Linked DNA regions of Drosophila melanogaster: region 1 is linked to region 2. A link is a contact called in public Hi-C data. All regions are on one chromosome and are shown on one strand. Each heading gives the region's core, a stretch centred on a gene start, on an enhancer-like site or on the middle of the called end of the contact. The rest is flanking DNA. Distances are from core to core; before and after follow the strand shown.

Region 1 (5,965 bases), core at 83-2,582, 44 kb before region 2:
GATGTAGTGCAGGTCCATTTGCATAACACTGGCTGGAGGAGCTGGTGATCCGGATGTCGAACTTCCTACCCGATCGCCCGCTCCGCCTCGGGACGATGTGCCAAAATTATGCAAATGTTTTACACCAATAATTTATGCAAATTACGATCCGCAAAGGATTTGGTGATCCTGCGCAGCGGATGTTACACGTAGATGTCGCCAGCTTCAAATCGAAAATGTTTTTTAGGGGTTTGCTCAAGTTCAGAATTTCTGCAAACGTTTTTTTATATGGTAATTTTTTTTTGCAATGGGTCTTAGGAAATATTTGGCATTTTTAATTGTGTTTTTTTGCACGATTGTAATGCAGATTTTTTGCTCGATTGTAATTTTAATTTGCAAATTTGGGTTTTTATTTTTTGCATTTGAATGGATTTCGATTCGATTATTTCAAAAAGGACAGGCAGCTGCTCCAGCTTGATATCCTTTTTGCAACGCGCCAATTTCTTAAAAATCATTTCGATTCCCAGTTTTGCCGAAATTTTTGTGCACACAATTTGCATAGAGATGTGAAGGAAAAGGGAACAAAGATGCGATTCTATACTTTAAACGTTCTAAGATTTGATTATATTTATGGTAATAGGCGAATAAGATTGCCGATGCCAATATTTAGTGTGAGAAAGTATTTTTGAAAATCTTTTTTGAAATCGCTTATGAAAAAAATACTGTAGACGTCGAAATATTTAAAATATTCATCTTAGAATATGTATTTTTTGATAGAATAGAAAATATATAGAGATAATAACAAAAAATTTAAAATAATTAACTATACAGTTTCTTGTGCCCAGATAACTTATTTACCCACTTTCTGCACGTAACTTTGCCGTAATTTGCCGTAATATCTTTGCAAATTGCCTGCGATTTTGGATAAAATTCCTCTGCTGATCTGTGCTCTTCTTTCATTTGCTGTCCCTTTCTAACGCACGTTGGCCATGCGGGATTCCTTCACAAATACACGCTCCTCTTTCGCATTTTTTTTTACCGAAAAACCTCTCTTTTCTAGATAAATTTACATTACCGCTGGCGTTTTATTGGTCGAGAAAAGCGAGCAAAAAAACGGAAACCAGCCGAAAACAAGCTGGGTTTTCCCAGAGCATTTTCCTGCGAAGGGTCGGTTAAAAAACTAGGGGATGAAGGTCGAACCACCACCACCAACGGACTTCTCATTTTATTCGTTTTTTAAGAGAGCGAGAGCGGCGAGATCGGTTTTTTAAGAGAACCGGTGGCGAGAGGGTTGCACTTGGGCATGGATTTGCGCAATTTTTGCTATATTAGCCGGAGGCCGCGGAAGAGTTGAAGCAGTTTGAGCCTCGCAGCCGAACTTTGAGGATCGCTGAGACGAGACGCCGTGCAAGAAAGTCGATCCAAAATCCGAAATTCGAAATCCGTGCTGTGATCTGTGCTGAATATAGTGAAGAAATCTTAAAGAATTTTCAAAAAGAAATCCCAGTGCTGTGCTGAATATATCCGCGAAAGTGTGCCACAAAAATGTCCAACCAAATGGAGTTTATTATGCAACTCTACATGATGAACTTGATGAAGCAGCAGCAGCAAATGCAGCTCCAGCTTCCGCAGCAGCAACAGCAGCAGCAGCTGGCTGGATACACTTACACACAGAACGAGGATATCTCTAGCAGCACATCCGTGCAGCAGCAACAGCAGCAGCAGCAGGAGCAACTGCAGCAGCCACAGCCAGATCTCCGCAAGACAAGAACGCACAAGCGCATTAGCTCGCAAAACACCAACTGTAGTAGTAGCCGTAGTTGTAGTCCCAATAGTAATTTGATTGCTTTTCAACCACAACAATACCCAGGCGCTACAGCGGCAACTCCTTCCACTCCCAACAGCCACCCCAGCAACCTGGTCAACCAGATGCTGCTCCAAAGCCTGCCGCCGCTGACGCAGCTCATGTTGCAGCAGCAGCAGCAGCAACATTTGCTGACCACCTCCAACCTTCTACTAACACCCACCCACACCCCCAGTTCGCTGGGCAAGCAGGATCCACTGCAGCATCCGTTGTTGCTGGGCCAGTTTGCCGGCTCCGAACAGATGGCCACAAATAACTTCCTTCAATCATCCACAGTGACCTCCACGCCCATCGAGAGAGAGAAGGCAGCCACACCAGCACCCTCCGCCGGAGCAACTGCCGGCAACCTTTCGGCGGCCCAGGTCAAGTTTGAGCAGGAGTCCGCCGACGACGATGAGGACGATGATAAGCCGCTGTCCAGCCTCACCAGCTGCAGCTCCTCGGGCCACACCAACGCCAGCTCCGAGAAGCTGCTGTTGTCGGGCGTCCATCCGCTGGAGTCAACCACCGACAGCCTAGACTCACCCAGCATGGTAAGTGATCCGGGGATCTAGAAGGATCTTAACAGTTTCTTTTATCTCGTTTTATCACCATCAATTTTAAAGATACTGTCACTTGCAGTGGCAACTACGTAGTCAAAAAGCTATATATTGCGCATTTTTGTATTAGTACATTTGATTTAAATTCTAAATTCATCCCAACAGCTTGGTTCGCCATACTTCACAAACCTTTTCCAGTTGCAAAATAGACCATTTTCCAATTTCCAATTCAGAAAGCACTATATTTGTTCCCTATTTTGCTTTGTTTTTTTTTTTTTTTGGCTATGTCCCACGCTCTGTTGCTGTAATTTGAGAAAAAACGATTCGTGATTTTTGAGATTTAAGTGTGAGAGTAGCCAGAAAGCTCGCGATTCCGGGGAAAAGAAACAGCTGTGTCGGCAACGCGTGGGTTCTCTTGGTGGCTCGATCGCTGCCCAGCTGGGCACCAGGCAGTCTGAGCTGGGGATCTCACAGATGCATCCGTGTGTTGGTATTGACTCTAAAGTTCTTCCACCCTCTTTTTCCCACTGCAGTATACGCCCGTCAAGCAGCCGGCGGACTCATCGTACGGACTCATCACACCCGTCGACAGTGATCTGACCCCCAACACACCCCTCCAACCGACCCAAACAATATCCCTGCTGACGCCGCCGTCGAGTGAGCAGAGCAAGAGCCTGGTGAGCCTCTCGGCGGCCAGCGGCCTGGATGCTCTGCTCCAGAACGAGGAGGTACTGAAGAACCTGCGGAAAGTGTCCTCCTACCTGGAGTGCGAGAACAGCCTGTGCAGGCAGGAGAACCTGCGGGAGCACTTCCATTGCCACGAGGAGCCCTGCCAGGGCAAGATCCTGAGCAAGAAGGACGACATCATCCGGCACCTGAAGTGGCACAAGAAGCGCAAGGAAAGCCTCAAGCTGGGCTTTGCCCGCTTCTCCTCCTCGGACGACTGTGCACCAGCCTACGGAGAGGGTTGCGCCTACAACTGGAAACAGACCCACTACCACTGCGTCTACGAGCACTGTCCCAAGGTGTATGTGAGCACCAGTGACGTCCAGATGCATGCCAATTTCCACCGCAAGGACTCCGAGATCGTGAACGAGGGCTTCCGGCGCTTCCGGGCGCACGAGACCTGCCGCATCGAGGATTGCCCCTTTTTCGGCAAGAAGATCTCCCACTACCACTGCTGTCGCGAGGGATGCACCCACACCTTCAAGAACAAGGCCGATATGGGTAAGTCTACTTGGAAAGCTTATTAGCTGAACTTAGTTAATATATCATATATGTATTTCTCCTTGCTTAGACAAGCACAAAACTTACCATCTGAAGGACCACCAGCTGAAGATGGACGGCTTCAAGAAGATCCTGAAGACCGAGGTATGTCCCTTCGACGCCTGCAAGTTCTCCACCGTCTGCAACCACATCCACTGCGTCCGCGAGGGCTGCGACTACATCCTGCACTCCAGCAGCCAGATGATCAGCCACAAGAGAAAGCACGATCGTCAGGACGGAGAGCAGGCGTACCAGCAGTTTAAGATCAAGCAGGACGTGGAGGAGTCCTCCCTGGATGCCATGCCCCAGCAGCAGCAGCAGCAGCAGCAGCAGCAGCCCACCAGCCTTAGTCAATCCCAGAGCAGCAGCTCTGTATGCGGCGGCAGCAACACCTCCACTCCACTCTCCTCTTTGTCCGCCGAGCACTTCCTGGCTCGGAAACGCGGCAGGCCACCCAAGAAAATCGTAAGTTTGTCTGTATATTTTGGGTAATTTTCCGCGACATTAAATAGGCATATTTTCTCAATCCACCACAGCAACTGCCAGCCGACGCTCAGCAGTCGGAAGCCAAGCGCCTGAAAGTCGAAGACGAGTCCTCTAATCCCGCCATGCTCCTGCCCCAGTCCCAGCCAGCAGCCGCTGTGCATCCGCTGACAAGTGGACTCTTTCCCGGTCTCCTGCCCGCTGCCGCCGCTCCTGGAGTGGATCCCACAGCCCCTAACTTCCAGCTCACCCACCTGATGGCCCTCTTCCAGTTGCAGAATCCCCTCTTCTACCAGAACCTCTATCCGGGAATGACCCAGAATTCCTCCATGCTCGGCAACCTGGCAGCACTTAGCGCCGCATCGGCAGCAGCGGCGGCGGCAGCGGCGGCAAATGGAGCCGGAGTCCAGCAGCCGAAGGCAGAGTTTAGCTTTAAGCCAGAGTTTAAGGAGTAGGAAGGATGCGTGTCCTTAGGGTATTTTGCCAGCTACTTAGTTTGACCGACGGACGTTGGACATTGTACATACGCGCTTTAAGCAGGTTTAGGTGGGTTTTTTTGTGGGTTCAGGCAGATCCAGGACAAGGCATCCTTCCCTCCACAAAAACCAACTCAGCCACACTTTGAGAACCTAGAAGTCCCCTATACAAAGTGTAGCTGAATTGGCTTTTGCCAAACATTTTCCCCTTTAGCTTAGATTCTCTCAGTGCCACATTAATTTTTAAAATTTTCAGCCATTTTAAATAAAAAGGAAGAACTTTCTGAATTTAAGTTTGACTAAACTGTGATGTTTTCATTAGAGTAGCCTCTTTTAATTGATAGAGCGAGTGCAGGCTATGCAGGATATGCAGGACTTAGGAGACTTGGATTGTCAATAACATAGCGTCTAAGCATTACATTGTATGTGATATACTAATAAATAATGGCTAATTGTTTTTGCTTTATAATTTAAGGGAATAATATTATAATTCTAATTATAAACTTTAGTAAAATCAGCATTCTTCTATAATAAATAAGTCAACATTACCTGAATAAATTTTATTATGCCTCAGAGCTTATTATTTAAACACAAAATGCTTGAGTTATTGGGGGTTACTGGAAAATACAATATATAAAGTAACTAACATATATGTATACCCAACCACACATAAAACACTTAAACATTTGATTAAATAATTTATGACTTTATTTTGTTTTCATGTAATTGTTGGTTTTACTCATATGCTAACAGAAATCAGCTACACAAACTCAGGACGCCTGATAAAAACCGTCCCGCTAAGCAATATTTAAGTACTTTACACAAAATCAATTATTTTTTCCTTTGCTTGTATTTTTGTATTTTTTATAGTTCATAATCGCATATATGTATATGTAAACAATCAATACAATCCAAATACCATAATCATAAGCATAACAAAAGAGATTTCAGAAAGTTGTATCCTAGTCAAGAACAATGTACAAGCAAGTATCATCATTTTATACATTAGGTATTTGCTTTTAGTTTACATTGCAAAGTGAAACCCTGCGTGAAATGTACAAATAAAGGTAAACTAAAAATAACATTAAGAACTAATGGTCTAGAACTCAAGAAACACGAAAATCAACAAGTAAACTTCTAAGTAAATTCGTTAAATGTTATGTTAAAAGTAGGAGAAAACTTAAACAAACTACAGACTCAGTAATGCCTTTTGATTTTGCCTAAGGTTATAAGCTTCGATTTTGATGCGGTAGCCAAATTTATAAAACCTTGAAAAAGCAGTATCCAATTTATTCCTATAAGCATCTATACTCGTCTAATTTTTTGGGTCATCAGTTTATAACGATTGCATAACTTCC
Region 2 (5,846 bases), core at 973-3,472:
GGAAACAGAATATTGAGAAAATGGCCTTCGAAGCTTGCATTGAAATCCCTCCGTCGGCTCAACTCCTCGCTGTGAATGCGATCGAAGTCCGCAGAAAGTCGAGTGGCCCACTGCCGGAACTCATCCGAAAAGATCTTCCGACGCACCACCTCCGCCACGGCCGAAACATAGGTGCTCGGCGCCCGGTGGATCTGCTCGATGATGCATATGTGACGTTCAGCACGCCGCAAGCAGCGATGATTAAACAGCAATCTGTTGTCGAACTCACTCATCCCATTCTCAATCCACACGATCCGTCGCAGACGTGTGTGCAGATTCCAGCCCAGCTCGTCCTTGGAGTTGGCTATGCAGCGGCAGTACTCGCGTATCTTAATGTGATTATCCAGCATTACCTGCAGCTGGGAGCGATGCGAGAGGCAAAGATCCGGGAGGACGGAGTTGTCGCGCAAATTCTGCGCGCGCGCCTCATTCTGCTGGAGGGCTAGTGCCTGTTCCTTTTGCTCCTGCACCATCTTCTTGATCCGGAACTTAAACTCCTCCAGCTTGCAGAGACGGTCGCCGAGGCCCTTGATCTCCTTAACATCGGCCTGGTTGGCCAACTTAATGATCTGATTGACTTCCTCTTTCAGCTTCTCGTAAATTTCCACACTGAAGACGTCCAGTCCCTGGATGCACTCATCTGACATAAGCTGCAGAGCCCTATGGTTACCCTTGGAACTGATCCACTGCAGCAGGTTCAGGTTTGGGCGACGGGCAAGCGAACTGCTGCTCGTCAAAGTCTGAACACCGCGCTCCGTTTGCTCACCAGATTCTGTTTCCACCTCGTCGCCCATTTTGAGCTTCTTATTGGGGGAGTCAGCTTGCGAGGATTCGGTGAGCGCCTGCTGCTGCGGCGTTGGTTGTTGCTGGGCAGTAAACACGTCGTCGTTATCCAACAGTTCGTCAAAGCCATGGAAATCGGCCTCGGCAAGAGACATTAGATCAGGGAGTATGGGAATCCTGCCCAGCTGCTTGAGATCATCGGGAAAGTTACGCAGCAGCTCCAAAAAGCTTTCTCGTTTCTGGAGATGCCGGTCAAAGAAGGAGCAGAAATTCTGGAAGCGGTCGCAAAACTCGTTCGTCAGATCCTCCATATTGGCCACCACAGCCGACCAGCCCTGCTGCTGAAGGTGCTGCTCGTGAACCAGACGCTCGCACTGATCCTCCTCCTTTCTGGCCAGCTCTCGCATGTGTTGAGCCAGCTGTGCCCGCTGACGCACTGTCTCCAGGGCCGGAGGTAACCGGTGACTTTCCTCTACCTGACGACGGAGCTCGTTGTCCGCGTCCGAGTTGTATATCGTGGGCGGTAGGCGCTCATCACCCGTGAGAAACATATAGATGGGATTGGTGTCGGTGCCAGCTGAGTAGCACGACACTTGGGTGGAGTGCGTGAGCATTTCGCCTCCGCTCACTAGCAAAACAATGTTGGCGGCCGGGATGTTGTGCAGCTTCTGGATCGTCTCCTTGAGATGCTCCACTGGCTGCAGTGCAACGTTCATGTCAAAGCTTAGCATGCGGCCGACATCTACGTGGAACACGTACAGCATCATGGAGCCGTTGGTTTTTCACTGTCTCCTCGACTTGGCTACCGCTGTCTGGCGGGGATACTCCCGCTTCTCCCTCTCCCACGCCCGCTTCGCCTCCCTCTAATCCTGGTCCTGTCGTCTCTCGAATGGTTTGGCAGTGCTTCAGACGATATAATGGTATTCCCTCATCGGCACGTGTGCTTGTACTTTTGGTTTTGTTATACTCGTGTTGTTAGTGTTAAGCTGCCAGAGAAAAGAAACAACGAATACGAATGAGTAAAGATAGTCTTATTTGTGATACGCATTTAACTTATTAAGTGTGTTTCATTACTATGTAGTAAAGCTGTTTTTGTTTTTATTTAAATGAAGCTCAAAGAAGTAACAAACAATATGACATTTTAGCGTTACGAATTTTTAATGCACTTTATATTTAGCAACAAACAACAACGTTAGTGTAATTTCAGAATATTTGTAAAAAATTGTATCGTTTTTGTCGTTTTAAGCCCTAAAACCACACTCTACCGCTTTCAACGATTGCATCCACTAGTAATCCACCGCAGAGGCAGAGAATAGCCTAGCTACTTTGAAGCCATTGACTGGATCACTTGTGATACCCAACAGCTGTTAGACAGACTGTCGCTGGTGCTTTTTGCTCTCTTTGTGTCGTCAGAGGGACAATCTGAGGGTAGGCGCGCGGTGAGGGAGGTAGTACAAATGTTAATGACTAACTGGGCCATTTCCGAGTCGCAATAAAAAATAGCAGGCCGAGCATGTGCACAGACGCTTATTAAATTTTATTTTTATATTTTGTTTACAATTTAGCCTCGCAGACGGCTTTTAGCGATAAGGCGCATAACAGGGAAAGCGGAAAAGCGGAAAGAGCATGGCTCCACACTCGGCACACGCGCATTCACTCTTCCCCACACTATTTATTTATTTGCGAGCTGTAAACAGCAGCGCACCAGAACAACAACATCGTGAAACGTGTTATCAACGCACCTTGATTTGAACACGTCTAGACTTGCGGGTGGTTCGAAAACAAATGATCATCGCAGAGAGCGCACGACTAAAGACGGAGAATATTTGAGCGGATGAGAGAGCGCCGCACGTGTGTGACGATGATTTAGCTATTTTTTAGCTAGAAGTTCCCAACTAAAAGAAGGGAGTTGCATCAAGTAAATTCAGTTGAATTAAACAAAAGCAGCATCACCAATTCAGCTCCTCGTGTGAATCACAAATAAACCATATTTAATTAATTTGTTAATTTCGAGAAAGTTCTTGTACCTACTTTTGTTTCAATCATAATTAGTCGGAGAATTAAAGATCGATGCCAACGCCGATCATGAGTCAATGCCAACGCCGACGCACCAGCGTTTACCTGACCCCGCGGTCCTTCTTTTACCTAAGCCAATTTCACCATTCCGTCAAACTAAACTTCTAAATTTCCAAGACGCGGTTTATTACGGATGGTTTTCTCAAAATTGTCCACAGTTTGCGAACATGTGTAACGGTACGCCGCTTTTATATCTGATGAAATACCAGGAACGATTAGCTCAGGATCATCTGTAATGCCGAGGTAAAATTACCAGGTACACTTAAGCAAATTGATGAAATACATAGCCGTTGGAATTGACAGACAGACAGCACTAATCAGCCAAATTGTGATTACCAATGGCATGCCCCAATGCAATTATCGCGGACCCTTCAACCCAAATCACGATAGCGAGCAAGCCCCGAACTGATAAGATCTTATCAGAGGGATGGTGAGCTGTATCTGTGTTACACATTTCGGGGTATGTATCGATATATGTGTGATAACCGGGGGAACTTCAAAAATGTGATTGCCTGGATAGCTCGGAACCAGATGTTGCATTATGTTGTCTTGATATTCCGGTTTTAAAGCATTGGATATAATGTTCATATGTATATGTATGTGCGTATATTGCTAAGTATTCTACCACATAATTCGAATATTGTTTGTTATCTAAGACTTCAAAAATAACACCTGTTGGATGTAAAAACGAATTTTAATAAATAGAATGTACGACAATTTAGATACATATCTATTACACTTTTTTGCCTACTTGAGATATAACGACTGCTTATAAAGTTAATATGGCGTTGATGCAGGAAATCTAAACTAGTGGATCTTTGATTAGGGGTGTAAGTCTAGGTGACGTCACGGTGCCGAACAGCGGACTTGTAGGCGAAGAGGGAGAAGAGGACGGCAATCAGAAACCCTGAACCAAGCCGAGTCAACTGAAACTGAACTCCTCTGTCACTGCAAACTGATTACAGCGCAGTCAGAGTTTATCAGCTCTCCCTTCTTTTTTTTGTCCTTGTGGGGGGCAAAATAAAAACACTTTCTCTCAGGGAGAACGATTATGAGAGCGGCGGACTGGCGTTTGGTTATGCATGTGTGTTTGTGTGAGTGTCTAACTGCAATTAATAGTATGTGTCCCCTGCACTTAATTATTATGTACATATATGTACATCATCTTAAAGGGGTATAAACTGCATATGACTCACGCAAAAACTCCAACTGCAGTAAACAAGTTAAGCCAAGAAACAGAAAAGAGAAAAACAAAGAACAGCAGACCATTAAAACAGCAGATAATTAAAACCTAAAAATCGGTTGTAGTGTAGTAGAGTAAACATGGTCAGCTGATCGCCTGCATCTTATCGATATTCGATAATTCGATCTGCAACTCATTCTACGGGTTCCCTTTCCCCACTCCATCCGCTTCTTTCCTTCTGGTTCGCTCTCTCAGCTGTTGTTTTGCTTTGTTCCTTCTTGTTTTGCACTTATTCGGGTGCAGTGCAGTTAACAGGAAAAAGCTCTCGAATGACGAACAAATGCACACAGACACCGAGTTATTCTTGTAAAATATGTAAATTATGGCAATTAATTGCAATTTGGCTCAAACGGACGCACAAAACAACCAAAGCGTGAGGGTTGCTGACGTTCTTAAAAAAACAATAAAGAAAATGGCAGCAGGTGTATGTAGTTGCACTTGTTGTAAAGGCGGATGGGGAAAGGGGTGGAAAAAGAAGACGGATGGAATTTCTGCAGTGAAAAGGGCGTCGTCGGATCCCCTGGCGTTGGTGTGCTTTAAACTATAACTAACGGTTAATTAAACCATACCCTACTCACACTCACCTTATATTCTTTAATCAATTTCCACAATGGTCTCCAGTGGGACTGTGTTGCGTGTGTGTGAGTGTACGTGTGTGAAGTGTTATTGTTGCCTGGTTGTGTGCGCGGTGTGTTCGTGTTTTGGCTTTAATCAATTGTAAACGGGCACGAACACACAGGCTCTGCAAATTATTTTACATCAGCTGTAGCTGTATCTGTTTTCAAATGTGTTTATGTGATTGTTTTTATTTGCAACAGCAACAATAACATTTGTATCGCTTCTTCTTTATTTTCGCTCGTCTGCTGCTTCCTCTCTTTCAACGCCACTGTGTTGTTTTATTCTCTTCCTCGCCTTCCACGCTCTTCTTATTTATTTTGTATGGCTCTGCTTCTTCTCTTGCCTGCGTATTACCTATTACTTTAAAAACTATTTTCGTTGCGTATCAAATGTGCAAAAAGCATTAACTCGACTCTTCTTTTAGTCCCAATGTCTATCAATATGTTCGAGCAAGGAAATATTTTCCAAATAATTTATGCTGTTTTCGTTTTTCTCATTTCCTTCTGTTCTTCGCTGTTGCCCTCCTTTTCTTAATCTATTTCTTTGTCTATCACAATTGCGTTGTTGTTGCTACTGCTGCTGCTGCTGTGAGTGTTGTTGTTGTTGTTGTTAGTGCTTGCTTATGCTTTCTGTTTGCTGCTGCTTGTTGTTGTTGGCAGTTTTACTTTTCGCGTCAGTTTTTTGCCATTTACACGATGCGGGCACGGGAGCCTTTTAGGTATTTGGAGTCACACAATTTCACTCACGCATTTTGTTGCTTTGCTTAGATTTCTAATTAAATTAAATGGTATAAAAATTAAATAACGCACTTCGTTCTCACTTTTTTTTGTCTTTGCTTATGCCTCGCGATGTGAGAATGACAACATATTTTCAAGTTGATATCGATAACAGAGCTGGTGCGGAAACGATACTCAATAGCTGCCAACTTGTTTTTAAATGCCCGGCCTCCAGTGCGACGTATTAATTCTAAGAGTTACAAAATGTCCAAATGATTTTTATGAACATTATTTAAATTAAATTTAAATATCTCAGGTTAATATTGGGGTCTCCATTTAGTATTTGTGGCTTCAAAAGTTTATTTAGTGTG

What was found. Hi-C and Micro-C count contacts between places; a contact is called where the count stands out from the background.
Region 1: a Hi-C map of the Kc167 cell line shows a contact between it and region 2, with 1.4 times the contacts expected there. The contact joins the promoter of cas here to the enhancer-like site in region 2. A contact is called at or near these places in 55 of 107 Hi-C or Micro-C datasets (the Clone 8 cell line, the D17-c3 cell line, the Kc167 cell line and 21 more) and 3 of 6 datasets of contacts at active chromatin or transcription factors (the Kc167 cell line and the S2 cell line).

The regions. Positions count from the first base shown.
Region 1 is chr3R:5,712,172-5,718,136 of dm6, reverse strand. It overlaps cas (castor), which reads left to right and starts at 1,332. Exons shown (of 4, transcript NM_079938.4): 1 at 1,332-2,376; 2 at 2,916-3,609; 3 at 3,680-4,113; 4 at 4,185-5,162. The coding sequence starts at 1,525. The coding sequence ends at 4,586. plx (pollux) reads right to left here. Exons shown (of 9, transcript NM_001275368.1): 9 at 5,300-5,965.
Region 2 is chr3R:5,669,452-5,675,297 of dm6, reverse strand. Atg17 (Autophagy-related 17) reads right to left here and starts at 5,585. Exons shown (of 5, transcript NM_206434.2): 1 at 4,726-5,585; 2 at 1-1,808. The coding sequence starts at 1,589. Within about 2 kb of position 2,222, at least 11 of the 39 cell types and tissues checked have an H3K27ac peak or open chromatin away from gene starts, as enhancers often do. A contact at or near this core is called in the D17-c3 cell line, the Kc167 cell line, the S2 cell line and 2 more, where this site is marked.